Linked DNA regions of Mus musculus: region 2 is linked to region 1. Evidence: chromatin contacts called from public promoter capture Hi-C data. All regions are on one chromosome and are shown on one strand. The core of a region is the stretch at or near the end of the contact, and the rest is flanking DNA. Distances in the headings are between cores, read along the strand shown. Region 1 holds the start of Ppifos (peptidylprolyl isomerase F, opposite strand). Region 2 overlaps 4933413J09Rik (RIKEN cDNA 4933413J09 gene).

Region 1 (2,833 bases), core at 156-2,655:
AGGCTCCTGACTCTTTTCCTTGATCAGTGGGGATAGCAGTTGCTATTTAATGTTGTCTTCCTCCTTGCAATAATTTAACATAGAATTCAAGATCTCATCGAAACAAAGCTGTGACACTCATGGCACTGTCCGTGTGTGACCTGTGTTGCTGTGACACTCACGGCACTGTCCATGTGTGACCTGAGTTGGCACAAGCCACAGACACCCCCAACCCCCCCACCTCCCAGCCTGGCTTCTGAGACATCACTCAGGGCTCTTGTGAAAGTCCCAGCGTCAATGCCTTCCCTCCTGGTCACTGTGAATCCTGCTGGCTGCTGCTGTGATTTTTGAAAGCCTGTGAAATAGAAGCAGCAGGACCTGGGAACAGACCTGTGAGCCCGGTCTTTCTGCTCAATGTGAATTCCCGTGGTGAAAACTTACAGACACTGCCTGACCTCATGCTGTTCTCAAGAGGGAAGTGTCTTCTGGCAGGCTTTGCTTTTTCTGTATGTTGAATAAATCCAATCTATCAATAATATATATGTAAAAGATTTCTGGGACAGTCCTGTGTGTTCATCTCAAATGTGATAAATAAATCCTATTTTCTATAAAATGGCTGTCTCTGGTTTTGGAATGAAATTTACATCTTTGGGGCTCATTTGTTTTTGTGACAGGGTCTTGCTGTGTGGTCCAGGGTCTTGCTGTATAGCCTTTGGCTAGCTTCAAACACTCTTGACCTTCCTCAATGCTGTTGGGATTACAGGCATGGAACATTGACTCCAGCTGGGGCCAGTCTTGGAGTTACTATGTGTTAGGTTCTATGCTTTGAACTGTTTTTTGTTTGTTTTGTTGTTTTATGATGCTAGGGCCTTTGTGCACACAAGCCACGTCCTCAGCCTTATTGTAAGGAAATCCGTGTAGAACATTCTGTGTCCTAACCCCAAGTACTAGCTCAGAAGCCACTGAGAACATCCTTGCTACCATCTGTCCTGTAGGATGGTCCAGACAGTCCCCACCGTGAGCACTACCTCTAGGTGAAGTCCCAGCTATGCTTAGTGATTGAGCTTCAGTTTCTCTCAGCTACATAATGTGTACATGACATCTAGGTCTGGAATTGGGTGTGACCCATGTGAGGTGCATGGTCTTGGGCCAGATGTATCATCACAGCAATCTCTGGGTAGTGACTTACAAGAGGGTGACATTTCCCGTGTGTCAGAGATCCTTAGGAAAGGGGGCTGAGATCACCAAAGGTTAGAGGTGGGTTTCCCTTTTCTCATGCTGGGTCACTGAAATGTGGAATTCTTCATTGCTGAATTCTCAGGGAAGACAGGACTGGGGCAAGCACATGACTAAGAGTTTCCTTAGGTGGGTAGGGACATAGCATAGCTCATGGAGAAGGGATGTGGGCTCTGGCTGCGGTGAGTATTGCATTCATGCCATATAGAATTCCTGAATCAGGTGATGTCAGGTTAGAGGTAGGCGTGGTCATTCTGACATCATAGAGGTTATGCTGAGTCTTCAGAGTCTTGGAGTTTCCATGAAGTCAGAGCTCAGCTCCTTGGGTTGAGAGTTTGGTTGGAGTAGTAGTTAAAGCCATTTTGGGAGCAGCCAGCATCCTCAGAACAGCTGGCTGTGATGGTGTGGACCCTGAGCAGGCATTCTGTGCCTGTGTCCACGAGCCTCTGCAGTCCTTTATACAGTGGGGCTGCCGAGGGACTTCATTTGAGACGCAGATCTCGCCTACTAATAACTGATAATGTCTCATGCAGCACAACAGCTTACAGGTGAGAAGATGAGGCTACAGGCTGGCTTGTGATTAATCTAGACAATATGTCAAGCAGTTGGCAAAGGACAGACCTCTTGAGCTCTTGGTGGTACAGAAAGTACACACGGGCTTCTTAGGATCATTACCTAAAATCTTGAGGTCACACAGGTACTTTACCACTGACCTGTGACCCCAAACCCTCCCCTTTTTGTTTAGTTGTAGGCTAGGTCTACATTGTCCACGGTGGCCTTGAAGTTACTCTATGGCCCAGGCCAACTTAAAACTTGTGACTCTTTTTGCCTTGGTCCTTTGAATAGCTTTGATTATAGGCTTATCCCCAGCCACTTTAAAAGTATTTTAGGAACATTATTTATTTACTCACTTTAAAATTTGTGTATTTCTGGTACAGGTCAAAGATGTGTTGTTGTTGTTTTTGGAGTTGCCTGCTGACCTGGGGTACTCCAGGCACCCAGGACAAGTCAAAGGGAAAGCCATCCCTCCTTGAGCTGTGACCTGCCTCCTGTCAATTTCAGAGGGGTCCAGAGTTAGAAGTGGGAGGGCTTGTGTTTCCTGAGGATGTGTGTGTTCTGTCTCCATCCAGTGGAATCTAGGGGTACAGCAAGCATGTAAGAATTTTTCTGAAAACCACTCCCTAAAGGCAGAGGCAAGGTCATCCTCTGCAGCTCTCAGAGGCCCAAGCCAGGTTTTGGGGTTTTGTTTGTTTGTTTGTTTGTTTGTTTGCTTTGTTTTTTCCAGACAGGGTTTCTCTGTATAGCCCTGGCTGTCCTGGAGCTCACTTTGTAGACCAGGCTGGTTTTTATGTGAAGCATCTTTTAAAGTAACACAGGAAATCCTGGCTTGTTGCTTGCCAGTAAGTCCTCAGTACCTAATGTGTGCATACATACATCGGTAGCCCTCAGTACCTAATGTGTGCATACATACATCGGTAGCCCTCAGTACCTAATGTGTGCATACATACATCGGTAGCCCTCAGTACCTAATGTGTGCATACATACATTGGTAGCCCTCAGTACCTAATGTGTGCATACATACATCGGTAGCCCTCAGTACCTAACGTGTGCACCAAGT
Region 2 (2,700 bases), core at 10-2,509, 680 kb after region 1:
GAGCTGGGACTGTTATGAGACCACAAGGTCTTCTCTACATGCCTGGTGTAGTAGCCCGGGTTCTCTAGTGTTCTCTAGTGGAACAGAACTTACAAAACGACTCTCTCCATATATAGGAAAGGCATTTATTAGAAAGACTTACAGGCTGTGGTGCAGGTAATCCAACAATGGCTGTCCATGAATGGAGAGTCCAATAGGAGAGTCCACAAGGCTGGATGTCTCAGCTGGTCTTCAGTATATGCTGGAATCCTGAAGAAGCAGGCTCTAATGCCAGTGAAGGAATGGACTTGTTAGCAAGGTGAGAGCAGGTAGGCAAAGAGCAACTACTTCCTCCTCTGGGTCCTAATATAGGCTTTCAACAGAAATGGCCCACATTTGAGGTGGGGTTTCCCAGCTCAAAAGATCTGGTTTGAAGGTCTTGACTTCCTACCTTCAAGGTCAGGATTCGATATAGGTCTTCCCACTTTAACTCAGCACCAAATTCCCTCCCAGGTGTACCCCTCTATTGCTGGGTTTGACTTAATTCCAGATGTAATCAAGTTAATAACCAATCATAGCCATCCCAAATTCACCCAGTGTCATCTTGACACACAATCATATCTCCTGTGCCATTATTAATTTCCAAATGAAGACAATTACCAGGTCATAATTACACCTAACATGATTCATCTATCCTTTCTCCAACCAAAAACGTAAGATAATCAAGTTGACAATCAAAAATTGCCATCCATCACATCTGGCTAACCATTTTTATTGTCTATCTCTGATTGTCTAGCAGTGACCTGTGATGAAAATCTAGTTCCTGTGGCCTGGTGAGCTTCAGTGTACCTTAGAGGCTACCTTAGTGAGGATGAGGTGGCCTGGTGGATAGACAGCTGGCTGGACCTGATCACTTGACATGCCTTATGCTGTTACCCAAACTCTTCCAAATTGACAATTGTCTCTACCTCCACTCAGAGTCAAGAATGCTAACACTTGTAGGTTCAGGCAGACACCATCTTCAAAACAGAAGGGACCTGAAGATGTAAGCATTTGTTGAGGCTGAGAAGTACATTTTTGCAACAATCAGTCCCCCTGACAGTAAATGATGGACAGTGAAGAGGCAGGTAGAGGATAACTACACACTGTCCCGTGGCTTCTTAGGTTTTCTCATGGTTTTCCCATTACCAGGGAGTCTTTGGATCTGGAGTCCATACAGCACAGGCGAGCAAAGAAAACAGCTGCGTTCTTGGAGGCTGTTCTCTTGAGACAATGCACCCTTTATGCTGAATCTGCTGAGTCAGATTGCCCCAGGGTCAGGAAGAAAAGTCCAAGGCCACATTCCCCTCAATCTAGAGAACATTCCTGAGGCCATTTTCTCTTCCCTCCATAGCCTGCATGGATTACTCTGCTTCTCTTTGTTCCAAGACAATAAAGTGACAAGAAGTAATGATCTAATCTCTCTCTCTCTCTCTCTCTCTCTCTCTCTCTCTCTCTCTCCCTCCCTCTCTCTCTCTCTCATCTGTGTACCTCAGGTTCACATCTTTAATGGCCCAAGTGCTCTAAGTCTCTCAATAACTGCAAGTAACAGTAGTTTAACCTGGCATTGTGGCACATGCCTTTTATACCAGGGGAGGCAAAGGAAGGTACAGCTCTATGAAATCTCTATGTAAACCAAGGCCAGCCTTGTTTACATAGCAAGTTCCAGGACATTAAAGCTATATAGTAGGACCCTGCCTCAAAGAAAGGTGGGGGGGAGAAAGAAAGAAAGAAAGAAACAAACAAACAAACAAACAAACAAAAGGCCAACTAGCCTGAAAAGATAAATTTTACTGTTAAACATGAAAGTGGGTTTCTCTAGAATTAGATATGGCAAAAGAAAAAGAAAAATAAGAAGATGCCAACATATTGGAACAATATTTTCTACAATACTTAAATAGTTCAGACTTTCATTATTTGATTTCCGTCAGGTTGCTAAGAAGCTCAGAGTGTCCACAGAACTCATATCTAGAGTGACTATGAACTGTTTTCCTTCTATGCTGACAAAGTTTCACTTTATAGCCCAGGCTAGATCTCCAAGTCCCAACATTTAACCATGCACTTTGCTCCTAGGAAGGTCAGTATCTCCCAGGGTTTCATATAATTATTTATGTTTGTAAGATTAAATTATGATAGTGAGATATAAAGTGTGGCTGGTAGCTGGGTATGGTATACACACTCAGTCCCAGTCCTTGGGAGGGAGACTGAAGCAGGAAGACCCTGACCTTAAGACTAACCTGCATATACTACATAAAAAGATTCTGTCTTCTCTGTAAACAAACAAACAAAAATAGTAGGAGACAGAAGGAAAGAAAAGGCGGGTGAGGAGGTGAAAGGAAAGAGAGATGGTTGAGGGACAGACTGGATAGAAGGAAAGAGAGACAGGAGAAAGAAAGGCAGAAAGGGGGAAAGGAGAGGAGAGAGCAGAGAGCAGAGAGGAGAGAGCAGAGAAAAGACAAAGAGGAAAGAGACAGAGCGGAGAGGAAGAAATAGAAGAGAGGGGAAAGTGGGAGGAAAGGAGAGAAAAGAAAGCTTGCAAGAGAGATCCTTGTGTTAATCACCGAAAATGTGAAAAAAAAAAAACTCACAAAACTTTGTTTTTAAAATTTTATTTATTTGCTTCATATAAATATGAAGTTTATCCTGCATGTGCAAAACCAGGAATTTTAACTATCAGCATCC

What was found. Promoter capture Hi-C pulls out the DNA fragments that hold promoters and counts their contacts.
Region 2: a contact with region 1 is called in a promoter capture Hi-C map of embryonic stem cells, with 3 times the contacts expected there. The contact joins the enhancer-like site here to the promoter of Ppifos in region 1. A contact is called at or near these places in 7 of 39 promoter capture datasets (the 3T3-L1 cell line, embryonic stem cells, hippocampal neurons and 2 more) and 1 of 484 Hi-C or Micro-C datasets (embryonic stem cells).

Annotation. Positions count from the first base shown.
Region 1 is chr14:25,699,877-25,702,709 of GRCm38.p6, forward strand. Ppifos (peptidylprolyl isomerase F, opposite strand) reads right to left here and starts at 1,406. Exons shown (of 3, transcript NR_028021.1): 1 at 1,169-1,406. Ppif (peptidylprolyl isomerase F (cyclophilin F)) reads left to right here. Exons shown (of 6, transcript NM_134084.1): 6 at 1-592.
Region 2 is chr14:26,377,997-26,380,696 of GRCm38.p6, forward strand. The region is part of intron 4 of 4933413J09Rik (RIKEN cDNA 4933413J09 gene); the gene reads left to right. Gm52114 (a long non-coding RNA gene) reads right to left here. Exons shown (of 4, transcript XR_003951124.1): 4 at 118-264. Among named protein-coding and RNA genes, the nearest start is that of Gm52114, 11 kb to the right of the region's middle. Within about 2 kb of position 1,260, at least 30 of the 459 cell types and tissues checked have an H3K27ac peak or open chromatin away from gene starts, as enhancers often do. A contact at or near this core is called in embryonic stem cells, where this site is marked.